4 separate regions of the Mus musculus genome follow, and regions 2, 3 and 4 are each linked to region 1. A link is a contact called in public Hi-C and HiChIP or PLAC-seq data. All regions are on one chromosome and are shown on one strand. The core of a region is the stretch at or near the end of the contact, and the rest is flanking DNA. Distances in the headings are between cores, read along the strand shown. Region 1 holds the start of Wnt3 (wingless-type MMTV integration site family, member 3). Region 2 holds the start of Nsf (N-ethylmaleimide sensitive fusion protein). Region 3 overlaps Nsf (N-ethylmaleimide sensitive fusion protein). Region 4 overlaps Nsf (N-ethylmaleimide sensitive fusion protein).

Region 1 (2,797 bases), core at 113-2,612:
TTCACCCCAGGGGCCAGTCTCCTTCTTACTCAGAGGTCCCAAATTCCTCCTCCTCCTCACCTCCCACCCCCCCCAGGGCTCTAGCCACTGCCCAGGAGGGGAGGGTTCTTTTATTAAAGTTTTCCGGAATGCAGGGGGCTGGAGACTGAGAGGGCTGGGGTGTAATTTAGAAAACTGGTTTTAGTGTCTTCCACCGGAGGACCTACAGAGGAGGAGCAGCAATGAGGCTTGGAAAACAGGGGAGTCTCTGGAGCTGGGGCTTCCAAAAGGCGGTTTATCTTCCAGTGAATCCCTTCACACACCCATCAGCTCCAAGTACTCCGCCTGCTCGCCCAGCCTTATTTACTAAAATGCCTTTTGTATCCGTATTTCTCAGGGACAGCATTCCCCCTTCCCTCGCCCTTTCTCCTAGCTTCCCCGTCTTCCAAAAGCAACGAATTTGACATGGAGAACTAGGTTTTCGCTCAAAAAAACCCAGCAAGCCTACCCCTCCCAAACAAGTACATTTTCAAAGAGCCCCCACCTCGCTTTTCTCCGGGATGGACAAGCAAGGAACGAATACACCCGGATCAGCAATGGCATCTAGGATCAGCAAATTCTATAGTCACTTCAGAGGCTCAAAATTAATCTAGAACGGAGTGGGGAGAATCTACTGAAATACCCCCTAAGTCCCCTGCTTGGGATTCCCAAAGCCCTTAAGGTCTCAAATATGAAGGCAAACGCGAGTATTGTGGGGGAAATCTCTTGACCGAGACACCGAAGAGGTGCGGTGGCGAAAAAGGACAGGATAATTTTACCCACGGAGACCCTAAAATGGAGAAGAGGAGTGGCCGGGCCGCGGGGACAGCACAGAAATGCAAGTGTGAGCAAACGAAGGTTCTTCGGGACCCCCAAATTGGGGTGGGAGAGGGTGAAGACTAAGAACGAGAGACCTTCAGGGGTAGGGAGAGCCCTCCCGCCTCTGCGGCGGGTAGCAGGGAAAATGGTGATTATCTGAGAAGCCAGGAGTTGGATTCGGAAGGCGACACCAGCAGAAGATCCAAGAGGGGTGGACGGCTGGGGGGCTAGCGGGAAGCAAGGAGAAAAGAGCCCCAGGCCTGCTGCAGCCCAGACCCGGCCAGCGCCTCCCACCGTCCCCGGGTGCGGCCGAGAGATCGGGGCCGCAGGCAGACAAGAGGCAAGTCTTACCACCAAATTGGGTAGCCAGCGAGGACCCTGGTGCCACTGAGCAGGAGGCCGAGTAGCAGCCCGAGCAGGTGGGGCTCCATTAGAAGCAGCGCCGAGGAGGAAGTTTGCCGGCGATCATGAAGAGGGGGAGCGACGCCCCCAATAGTTGGAACAAAGTCCACTTGAGGTTGGAAATGACTTTCGGGCTTGTCAGAGGCGCACCTCCACCCGCAGCCGCCCCCCTCCGGAGCCCAGCGCCGAGCAGCCGGGTTTGAGGATGTCAGCGAGCAGCCAATCAGCGCCCGCGGCCTAAGGTAAGAGATGAGTCTGTAGTTCAGCCTGTCAATCACGGGCCCCTCCCGCCCGGCCCACAACTCCGGCTCTGGGAAGGGCATCTCCCGGCAAACTTGGGCAAAGCCTGCGCCCCGGGCGCACGGAGGCCTCGGGAGGACCCGGCACGCTGGATTCTCTGCTGGCCTGGGACACCCCCTTCCCAGTCCACGCGAGCCAGGTTTAGGGAGCTGGAGCTTTGACCCGGCGTTCACGTGGTGAAGGGGTCGGCTTGGGCATTGATGGGTGGCTCCCTTTTCTGTGATCCCTTGGCACTTGGGCCCGTAAGGAATCGAGACTAGAAAGCAAAGGGGTTGTTTCCAGATCGCGCGACTGGGATCAGGGGCTAGGAAAATGCAACCCCTCCCAGTCTCCAGCCTTTTCGGGCTCGCGAGCTGGCGGCCCCTGCCACCCGGCCGCAGGTCGCTTCCAGGGTGTCCGAGGGGCGCGCGGGAGAGTCCGCTGAGGCTCTGAAGGTCTGCCAGCCGGCGGCGCCGGGGGACAGAGCTAGTGTCATTTGAGTCTTTTGTCAAGAGTCAGATTGGTATCGCGACCTCCTGCAGCCTTTGCATTTCCTGCAACTGACACCAGCCGCCGTTTGCATTTCCTGCGGGAGGATTCGGTCACTTTCTCCTCCTGCAGGCGTGCTGGCCGGACCTCAGCAGTACCTGCAGTTTCTTGGATCTTAGGATGGAAGCATTTGGGACTAGTGAAACACGGTATAGCTCTGTCTATTAGTGGTTGGGGGCGAGGGCTCTTCAGGAACATCTACCTCCCCTATGTCCAGGTCTCTGACCTATATTCCCGACCCTTCTACGGATGAGAAACTAAAACCTGGCGATTGGTGTTTAAGCGTTGTCCCGTGCAGACACCAGATTCACCCTACGACCTACTGAAGCTCTTATACAAGGGGAACTGTTCAGGCCTCCAAGGGGCACTCTTCTTACCAGTTCTCCACAGTTTGGGAGTTAAGTCTGAGCCCAATCATACCTAGATTGTTAGGATTCAGTCCCCTTACCTAGGTACCTCAGCCTCTCTACCCGGACACAGAAGACATTCAGCCCTTGAAATGCTCCTGGCTTGGGACCTAGAAAGCAAGCCAAAGGAGAAGCCATGGTGGGACTTAACTGTGTAGACGGTGAAGAGAGGGAGCCCACCCAAACCTGCCTAGCCAGGAATGGCGGGCTTTCTTGCTGTTAGGGGTGGATGGGACTGAGGGAAGTCCTACGGGGAGCAGACATTCCTAGCCTTTGATCCGGCAGGCTGGTGCCCACAGCTCGGATCCACTGCCCCTGCTGGT
Region 2 (2,797 bases), core at 152-2,651, 180 kb before region 1:
GTCTTACTGGTTTCACTGTTAGGTATGTTATATCAATGAATTTAATAATCTTTCAGATGCAAAACTTGAGTAGAATTTCAATGCTAAGATGATATAAGAACGTAGATCCTGTACAGAATTCTTGGAAAGAGAGGTAACTCTTGAGCAAATATAATTTTTGCTTAGTTCTGAGTCCTTTCTTAGAGACACTCATTACAGTGAAGATATTGATAGTGTGAATGGTTCTGACTTACTGACTTACCAGTTACTAAAAACTGGTCCCTATCTTGACCACCCTAGCATAGGAAATACCCCTGTAGCTCCCTTTTATCCCTGTCGGTGTGTACACCCTTTTGTTTGCTGTTCCCTGGGCCTGCTGAGTGCTTCTCAGGACTGATTAGGCTGCACCCCCTACCCCTAGTATCTCCCTTTTAGAGTATTTCAAGGTCTTCAGGTTTGCTCCCAGGAAGAGGTACCCATTCCATCCCAGAGACTTTCCTCTAAGAGGGTTCCTCCAACTTTACTTTTCCTTTTAGGGAGTAATCTTATTGAATATCTCATGTATTCTCATAGATATCATGTCTTATTTTTACATGTTGCATACATTTTAAATGACATTATATATTTGTAAGGGGACCCAAGAGTACTTTAGAGAAAAGTGCTGAAGAGGACATAAGGGAACGGATATGAGGAGGCTATGTCAAACATTCCTCCTTAACCCTGAAGTCCTGCTACATGCTAAAAGTCTCACTTTCAGCCTTGGCAGGACAGGGTACACCTGTCTTGTTTCCTGTGTGAGACTTTTACTGCTGTGCTGCTTATAGAACTATCTTCTGGTATTTTGTCTTATCCAAATCATTTTAGTTTTTCTGTGGCATTGTTTTTTTTTTTTTCCTGAGGACTCAAAATAGAGTTTTGAACATGCAGAGGTGGATGGCGGAATACCAATGCACGTTAAAACAAACGAACAAACAAACACCTTAAAAAAGATAGAAGTTGTGCTTATAAATGAAAATATCGAACTATAAAGCTAGCGCATATATAATTATGATTCACTCTCAAAACAAGTGTGCCTGCAAAGAAAAGCTCGGATTCGAATAGAATCCGAATTCAGAACCAGCTTTTAGCTATTGCGCGCCCCCTCCACAGTCCCCTTTGGGGGAAAGGCCAGCAACCACGCGGGGTTTTCTCGGCGCATTCTGTTTTAAGAGGTCTGGAAGCAGAAAGCTAAAAGTCCATTAAAAGGCCACGTGGCCAGCTTTGTGAAAACCGGGTAGCAGTGAGGCGGCCAGCTTGTCTTCAGCCAAAATGGCGGTGCTCGGACTGCGCGCTCGCACGGGATGGGGAAGGGCGTCGGGGACGCGGCCGGGCGCGGGCGCGGCCTCCCGGCGGCTGCGCGCCTGCGCGAGGGCCGGCTGCCGGCGAGCACGCGCGCGGCGGAGGCGGGCTCAGCAGAGTGCGGAGCTGCAACCTGGGAGCCGGACGTGTCCGCGAAGATGGCGGGCCGGGTGAGTGGCGGCCGGGCAGCCCGGGCTCGCAGCGGATCGCCCGAGGTCGCGACTGCTGCGAGGTCCACGAGGGCTCCGGGGAAGGGGCGCGAGGCTGAGCACCCAGGAACGCTGAAGGAAGGGAGGTCAGAGCAACGCTGGAGGCGAGACAGTGTAGCTGCGGCAGGGGATTAGCTCTGCTCAGAAACTCTGTCCTCCCCGAGGGTTGTCTCTTCGTCCCCCGGGTCTCCAGTGCTTCCCTTGTCATCCCCTGGGGCTCGTTTCTCTCGTCCTTCAAGCATCTTGAGGGTAGTGGCCACTGGAGCCCCCCTCTGACGAGCGCTGTGTGCCCTCCACACTCCTCCGAGGGTTTCTGAGGTGGCACTGCCGGATAACCGCGGGGTGTAGTCTGCTGCAGTCAGGGCGAGGGTGTGGGAACCCATTTCTAGTTCTTCCTAAATGAATGTTATGAAAAGAGGAGGGGAGGTCTGCAAATTACTTTTACGGCTAACCTTAGACCATCTCCTGGGGAGAAACATATCAGCTGTGAAGCAGCAATGTCTTTCGTGCAGATGGACTTGGGGTGTCACGTTTTGTTTTTCTAAATGACAGTCGATTCGAATGCAGCAGGCTGTGTTGTAGTCTCAGGGATTTACATTTTACTTCCCCATTAAGCTCGTAGGACGGCGGGGTAGGATTGGGGTTGGCGAGGAGAGATGGGGCCAGGTCACTGCTGTTATTGCAGTAGGCATCAGAGCTAATATCGCTGATGGATGGATCCTGCCCAGAGATTGCCCTGTTCGAAACCTGGGGACATTAACTGCGTCATTACAGACTAACGTTGTGCTTGACTGATTCACTTACACCTGAATATTTGAATAAGTTTGCATACATGTATGCATATATGTAAATGTCCTGTCTAAAGAGAATTGTAGGTCATGAGATTCTAAAGTCCCAAAGAGACGGTAGAGGTCATCAGACTAGCTCCATCTTTTTCTCTTCCTTTTTTCATAATCCCCCTTTTATCTCAAGCTGACCCTTTTAACTATTTCAGGGTCTGTTTTTGCCTCCTCAGGAGCCCCTCTCCTGAATCATCAGCCCTTCTGGAATGCACTGGTCTCTTAAACCCTCCCTCTGCCCCCACAGACTTTTCCTCTAACCATTTTTTTTCCCCCAGTGGCAAAGTCTGGTGATTTTCTGTGTGTGTTGACTCTCATTTGCCTACCACCTGCTACCTCCTGGGCCCACCACAGTCGGACTGAAATGCATCCCTAAAATTCATGCCCATTTCCCAATCCTTGTTACACGTGATGTCTCAGAGCGTCTGACAG
Region 3 (2,797 bases), core at 202-2,701, 160 kb before region 1:
ACATCTGTAATTCAAGCCCTGGGGAGGTAGAGGTGGGGGATTAGAAGTTCAGAGCCATCCTTGATTATATAATGTGAGTTGTAGGCCAGCCTGGGCTGCTTGAAACTATCTCAAAAAAAAAAAAAAAAAAAACCATAAAACAAACCAAAACCAACCAACCAACCACACACACACACACACACACAACCAACCAACCAACCAAAAACCAAAACCAAAACAACCCCCTTTTTCTTGTTTTTGTTTTTGTTTTTCGAGACAGGGTTTCTCTGTATAGCCCTGGCTGTCCTGGAACTCACTCTGTAGACCAGACTGGCCTCGAACTCAGAACTCAGAAATCCTCCTGCCTCTGCCTCCCAAGTGCTGGGATTACAGGCATGCGCTGCAAGTATCATCGGAGTTTATAGTGTAGGAGGTTCTGTGGTCTTGCAGGTGACCATTTATGGTAACATTTCTATGTTGCTCTGGACCAATCGTATCTACTGGAACCATCTGCAGTGGTAGAGATCAGGCACTTGTGATATTTGAAATGTGGATAGTGATACTCCAAAATGAAATTCTAAGTTTTCATTAATGCTACTAGTCCTAGGTCTGGGAGTTACTTTGTTGCAAAGTGAAGGTTTCTTTTCTCTTCCTCAGAGATGGTCATTTAAAACAGCCATGAACACTTGTGGCCATTCCTCTTCCTGCCTCAGCTTTCCCAATGCTGGGATTACAGATAGAAGTCATGGGCCATACGCCCCCTCCCCTCCCACACACCCTGCCCCACATGAAAGGGCAATTTTAAACCCTTAGTTCTTCAGAGTGATCCCCTAGGAGAAATATTTGAGTGGGGGCATGTCAGCTAGGCTGGACCTGGGGCAAGTTTCTGTGTATTCCTCTCTTTCCTGTGGGAATCTGCAAACCTCTGGAGAAATGGAGCCAAGGCCTGAGGCGAGAGGCCTGAGGAAGAGACAGCATGTTCTTCAGGGTTATAGTCAGGGTAGGAGGGAATGTCTGGTGATGAGCCCTTTCTAGTCTGCTAGCACACTCTGATTTTCTTTTCCCCTTTCCTTTTGGATAGGGTTTCTGGTGGTCCTGGCTGGTCTTTAGTCCCTTTGTAGCTGAGGGTCATCTTAACCTCCTGATCTTCGTGCCTCCACCCCTCAAGTGCTGGGATTACAGGAGCGTTCGTTACCACTCGCTGCCTCATATTGAATTTTTCTTTATTTGACCGTGCTGTTATTTGATTTAAAAGTTCACTCAAGTAATCTATTTTCTAAAGGAAACTTTTACATAAGACTGTGTTATTTAAATTGGCAAACTGAAATACTGTCCAGAAAATCCTGCTTAAAGCCTGCACTTTCCTCCCCCCACCCCTTTTTTCTTTTTGAAAAGAAGCAAATTCTCTGCCGTTTAAAGGCTCTGGAATGACCGATGTCATAATTACTTCCACTGGAGTTCCCTTTTGTTTGATAACCTTGACATTCTTTAAGAATTGCCAGTGGCCTATAGCCCACTACCCATACTGTTTGGCATTTTAAATTACAATGAAGACACTCCTATATCCTTAAGCAGTTATGTGTTCCAGTAACTTGAACAACTCACCTTAATAAAACAACCCATCACTGATTATAATTTCATGTTTAAAAGGCTATATGCCTGTAGTGTTTGGCTTGTATTTTTTTTTTTCCCTAGAGGCAAAGTCAGTTTTAGAAAAAAAAAAAAAGTATGGAATTTTTCCTTGGCATTTCTATGGTAAATAGACAACTTGACTATTTATAGGGACTTACACTTTGTTTTAAAATGAGATACCCTGCCTGGCTTACCACCAAAACACAGATGCTTCTGCCTTCTAATAGGGAGGCCCTTTCCTCGTAGCATCTGTTTAAATTGGCTGCCCAGATGATATCCACAGATTCCCACCCCCTTCCTATTAAAGGACATTGACAGGTAAACAGGTTTACAAATGAGGTTAACCTACCATTTTGTAAAGTTTCTATTGTGTTGGCTCTGTCATGGAAGTAATTTTGTTCCATTTATTGATTTATATTTTTCCAATATGTATATGTATGTGGTGTGCCTTTGTGGATGTATGTTTTTTGCATGTGTGTAGGTGCACATATTTGTGTACATACATGTCTTCTGTGTGTGTATATAAAGCAAGAGGATTATGTCAAGAATCACCCCTCGGGGCTGGAGAGATGGCTCAGTGGTTAAGAGCATTGACTGTTCTTCCGAAGGTCCGGAGTTCAAATCCCAGCAACCACATGGTAGCTCTCAACTATCTGCAATGAGATCTGATGCCCTCTTCTGGTGTGTCTGAAGACAGCTACAGTGTACTTACATGAAATAATAAATAAATCTTAAAAAAAAAAAAAAGAATCACCCCTCAATTACTCTTCATCCACTGAGATATCAGCTCTTGGCCAAACTCAGAGCTCCCATACATGGCTAGGTTCCTCATCCAGTTTGCTGTGTGGATCCCTTGTCCCTACCTTCAGAGCTATCTTCCTAGCCCCAAGTTGTGTAGTGATTAAGTCATCTGAATCTAATTCTGTGATATCCTAAATGACCTTGAAGGGATACTGCCTTGGACACTTGTCCTTTGGGTGGTTTGAATTGGGTTTGTAATCTACGATTAACCAGCACTCACTGTACCAGGCCCAGGAGTAGTCCTCCGGAAGTATGGACATGAGCAAAATCTAGTCTCCAACCTTAAGAATTATCCTAGGTATGATTCAAGTGTGTAGGCAGACAGTGAAGGTCATCTTCAGGGCTTCCATGCATGTCTTCTCAGTTCTGTGGGGAGGGGCAGCTG
Region 4 (2,797 bases), core at 123-2,622, 140 kb before region 1:
AGTCTAGCCTTGCTTTGAAATGCCTATAGCGTACTAATTATCATCTCTCTGTACAGATTGAGGTAGGCCTGGTTGTTGGAAACAGTCAAGTTGCATTTGAAAAAGCAGAAAATTCGTCGCTCAATCTTATCGGTAAGATGCACAGTTTTAGAAAATTTCAAATGAAGTGGCAATGCCTCTGATATTGCGTATGAGTTGTGTAAATGGTTTTCAGGTGATAGAGAAAGGAGACCCTTCCTTAAGGCTTGTTCTGTCACAAGCGCTGATTGATATACAATCTCAAGCCTTTAGCTGGAGTGCCCAGTTCACCTGTAACAATGTGAAACACATCGGCACATTTTAATTTCCTGTGCTCATAGCCAGACTTAAAACAATTAAAAAGAAATAATGACATTTCTTGGTTTGAAATTCTAAGATAATTTTGGGCTCACAAAGATTTGTATATGTGGCTGGGCAGTGATGGCTCACGCCTTTAATCCCAGCACTCGGGAGGCAGAGGCAGATGGATTTCTGAGTTCGAGGCCAGCCTGGTCTACAAAGTGAGTTCCAGGACAGCCAGGGCTACACAGAGAAACCCTGTCTCAAAGAAAAAAAAAAAAGATTTGTATATGTGGCTCACAGAATCCCAGTAGCTGTTGCCAGTTTCCCCTAGTGTGAACATCATACAGTGCAGTTACCCAGACAGATTCTCATGGGTCCATTGCTGCTGCCCAGCCTCCTGTCTTAGCTTGGATTCCATCATCTTTCCCATCAAGCCCTTTCTCTCTCCCAGGTCTCATTCCCGACCATCTCACCCCACACATAGCTTCTCTGTGTGAGTCCTCTCCCGGCTCTGATGGCTCCTCAGAATTTCATTATCTTTTGTGACCTTCAGCACTGGTCAGCCCCCCAGCTAATTGCCGTGTTAAACGCAGAATCGTCCGTCACTGTTCTTTAGTGATCCGTTGAGGACTGTGATCTTTCCAACAGATGGGATCTTGCTCACCAGCCTTACTTTGATATATTAAAACAATACAGTTTAATCTCTAAGAATAGCAGCTCATATAAATAATGATTTATTAACTCAAATTTATGTTCATGTCTATCCCAATAAAATAGAGAAGGTTTTTCATTGGCTACACAGCCTTGTCCAAAATTACTTAACTTTGTTTAAATGTAGTTTGGGAGCAGTTTTTTTGTTTTGTTCTGTTTTTTGTTTATTTGTTTTTTTAGTCAATAATTTACCAGTCTTTGTTGCTATTTCTCTCTTACTTTTGTGTACTATGTACCGGTGTCCTTGGAGGCCGGAGGGACAGTGTCAGATCCCCTGGAAGTGGTGGTGTGTAAGCCTCGAAGCCTAAGTGCTGGGAATCCAGCTAATCCTCTGCAAGAGCAGAGCACGATCTTAACTGCTGAGCCAGCTCGCCAGCCCAGGCTCGCCTCCAGCTTGTAGACCTCTGGCTCCTGTGCTCTAGCTAAATGCTAGGACCAAAGGCACAGGCCACATGCCTGTGGACAAGCGTTCACTAAAACACCTCATACTCTAAATTGGATTTTATTTGTATATTATTCATAATTTATTTTATACAATTAGTGTGTGTGTGTGTGTATCTGAGCATGTGTGGTACATATGTGGAGGTCAGAGGACAACTTTCGAGTCATGTACACTGTGTGAATGGCAGGAATTAAACTCAGGCTGTCAGTCCACAAGAGCCTTAGCTCACCAGGCCACATCAGTAGCCCCTAATTTGCTTTTTTTTTTTGATTAACATGTTCAAGCATCTTAAATATATCTCTATAATATGATTTTAATGCCCCCAATATCATTTTTATGAAGGCCATATCATAACGTTCTATTACTGACACAATATTTATGATGTGATTTTCTTGTTTTTTACTTTTGTACACCTTTTGTTAAAATACCTTATCCCAGGGCAGTTCTATAACTTTTGCACAGTGTAGGTGTTTTCAAGTAACTTACATGAAGATGTGATTTTGGTTGGAAAATGAACTTATATAGTAATTTGGCTCACAGTAAGTTTGACCACAAGAGGGCAGTAGAGTATAAGCAAAATATTTTTGATCCCCTTCTAAAGGAAAAGCATTAGTCTACAAAATTCTAACCAGAAAATTATTATCTGAATTTTTTTAATTTATTTTTTATTTTTTTATATTTTAGTGTGGTGTGTTCTTCTCTGGCTTTGTAAGACCCGTATTTCCCTCTTTTTTGTTTAGAGCCTGCTGTAAGGTATCTTGTTCTTTGTGTCCAAGACAGGCGTGGTTCTCTGGAGTTACTTTAGGTGGCAGTCTGACATTTATATTAAACAGTTTGTATCGTGAGAGAATTTGTAAGTCTGACTTTTTCAGTCATTAAAGTCTTCAGAATGTTTTTTGTCTCCGTGTGACAAGCCATCAGATTCATTCCACATATCTTCGTAGGCCGAGGTCTAGGTAAATGTGCGTATCTCACACACACTTCCCAGGAGCTGTGAGCCAGCACTTGCTGTCAGTGACACTTGTGGAGCTAGCGGAGTTTATATCTGGCGCACACAAGGTGTTTCCTTGCAGCAGCTAAGTTAATTTGGTTGGATTAAAGGTTAATGAGAGAGAGTTCTGTGGACTGGCTGCAGGTAGCCTAGATGCGGGAGCACCGGTTTGGTTGGGTTTGGAAGTTTATTACTGACCATGAATGGCAACCAGGCAAGATCGGAAAGCTGGTCTTACCCTTCCCACTAGACAGTCCTCCAAGAGCGTGCTGCCCACCCTGACGTCACAGCCGTGTGTCAGCCCACTTAAGTCCGGGCGTCTGTCCTTCCAA

Evidence for each region. Hi-C and Micro-C count contacts between places; a contact is called where the count stands out from the background. HiChIP or PLAC-seq counts read pairs in DNA pulled down with a chosen protein or histone mark.
Region 2: an H3K4me3 HiChIP or PLAC-seq map of embryonic stem cells shows a contact between it and region 1, with 30 read pairs. The contact joins the promoter of Nsf here to the promoter of Wnt3 in region 1. A contact is called at or near these places in 14 of 39 promoter capture datasets (the 3T3-L1 cell line, the C10 cell line, cranial neural crest and 8 more), 1 of 484 Hi-C or Micro-C datasets (Th1 cells), 11 of 115 datasets of contacts at active chromatin or transcription factors (embryonic forebrain, embryonic midbrain, embryonic stem cells and 4 more) and 3 of 9 other capture datasets (adipose tissue, embryonic stem cells and pancreatic islet).
Region 3: a contact with region 1 is called in an H3K27ac HiChIP or PLAC-seq map of embryonic stem cells, with 8 read pairs. The contact joins the enhancer-like site here to the promoter of Wnt3 in region 1. A contact is called at or near these places in 12 of 39 promoter capture datasets (the 3T3-L1 cell line, the C10 cell line, embryonic stem cells and 7 more), 3 of 484 Hi-C or Micro-C datasets (the G1E-ER4 cell line and embryonic fibroblasts), 15 of 115 datasets of contacts at active chromatin or transcription factors (craniofacial prominence, embryonic basal ganglia, embryonic forebrain and 8 more) and 3 of 9 other capture datasets (adipose tissue, liver and pancreatic islet).
Region 4: a contact with region 1 is called in a Hi-C map of rod photoreceptor, with 3 times the contacts expected there. The contact joins the enhancer-like site here to the promoter of Wnt3 in region 1. A contact is called at or near these places in 26 of 39 promoter capture datasets (the 3T3-L1 cell line, 3T3-L1-derived adipocytes, the C10 cell line and 16 more), 11 of 15 datasets of contacts at CTCF or cohesin (CD8 T cells, the G1E-ER4 cell line, the NIH/3T3 cell line and 5 more), 349 of 484 Hi-C or Micro-C datasets (2-cell embryo, the 3T3-L1 cell line, 3T3-L1-derived adipocytes and 169 more), 66 of 115 datasets of contacts at active chromatin or transcription factors (the 230-238 cell line, CD8 T cells, the HPC-7 cell line and 42 more) and 6 of 9 other capture datasets (adipose tissue, embryonic stem cells, embryonic tail and 3 more).

What each region holds. Positions count from the first base shown.
Region 1 is chr11:103,772,740-103,775,536 of GRCm38.p6, reverse strand. It overlaps Wnt3 (wingless-type MMTV integration site family, member 3), which reads right to left and starts at 1,362. Exons shown (of 5, transcript NM_009521.2): 1 at 1,189-1,362. The coding sequence starts at 1,268. It also overlaps a transcript of Wnt9b not described here.
Region 2 is chr11:103,952,660-103,955,456 of GRCm38.p6, reverse strand. Nsf (N-ethylmaleimide sensitive fusion protein) reads left to right here and starts at 1,401. Exons shown (of 21, transcript NM_008740.4): 1 at 1,401-1,487. The coding sequence starts at 1,476.
Region 3 is chr11:103,934,590-103,937,386 of GRCm38.p6, reverse strand. The region is part of intron 1 of Nsf (N-ethylmaleimide sensitive fusion protein); the gene reads left to right. Among named protein-coding and RNA genes, the nearest start is that of Nsf, 18 kb to the left of the region's middle. Within about 2 kb of position 1,451, at least 9 of the 459 cell types and tissues checked have an H3K27ac peak or open chromatin away from gene starts, as enhancers often do. A contact at or near this core is called in embryonic stem cells, where this site is marked.
Region 4 is chr11:103,910,651-103,913,447 of GRCm38.p6, reverse strand. It overlaps Nsf (N-ethylmaleimide sensitive fusion protein), which reads left to right. Exons shown (of 21, transcript NM_008740.4): 7 at 57-132. Among named protein-coding and RNA genes, the nearest start is that of Nsf, 42 kb to the left of the region's middle. Within about 2 kb of position 1,372, at least 4 of the 459 cell types and tissues checked have an H3K27ac peak or open chromatin away from gene starts, as enhancers often do. A contact at or near this core is called in retina and rod photoreceptor, where this site is marked.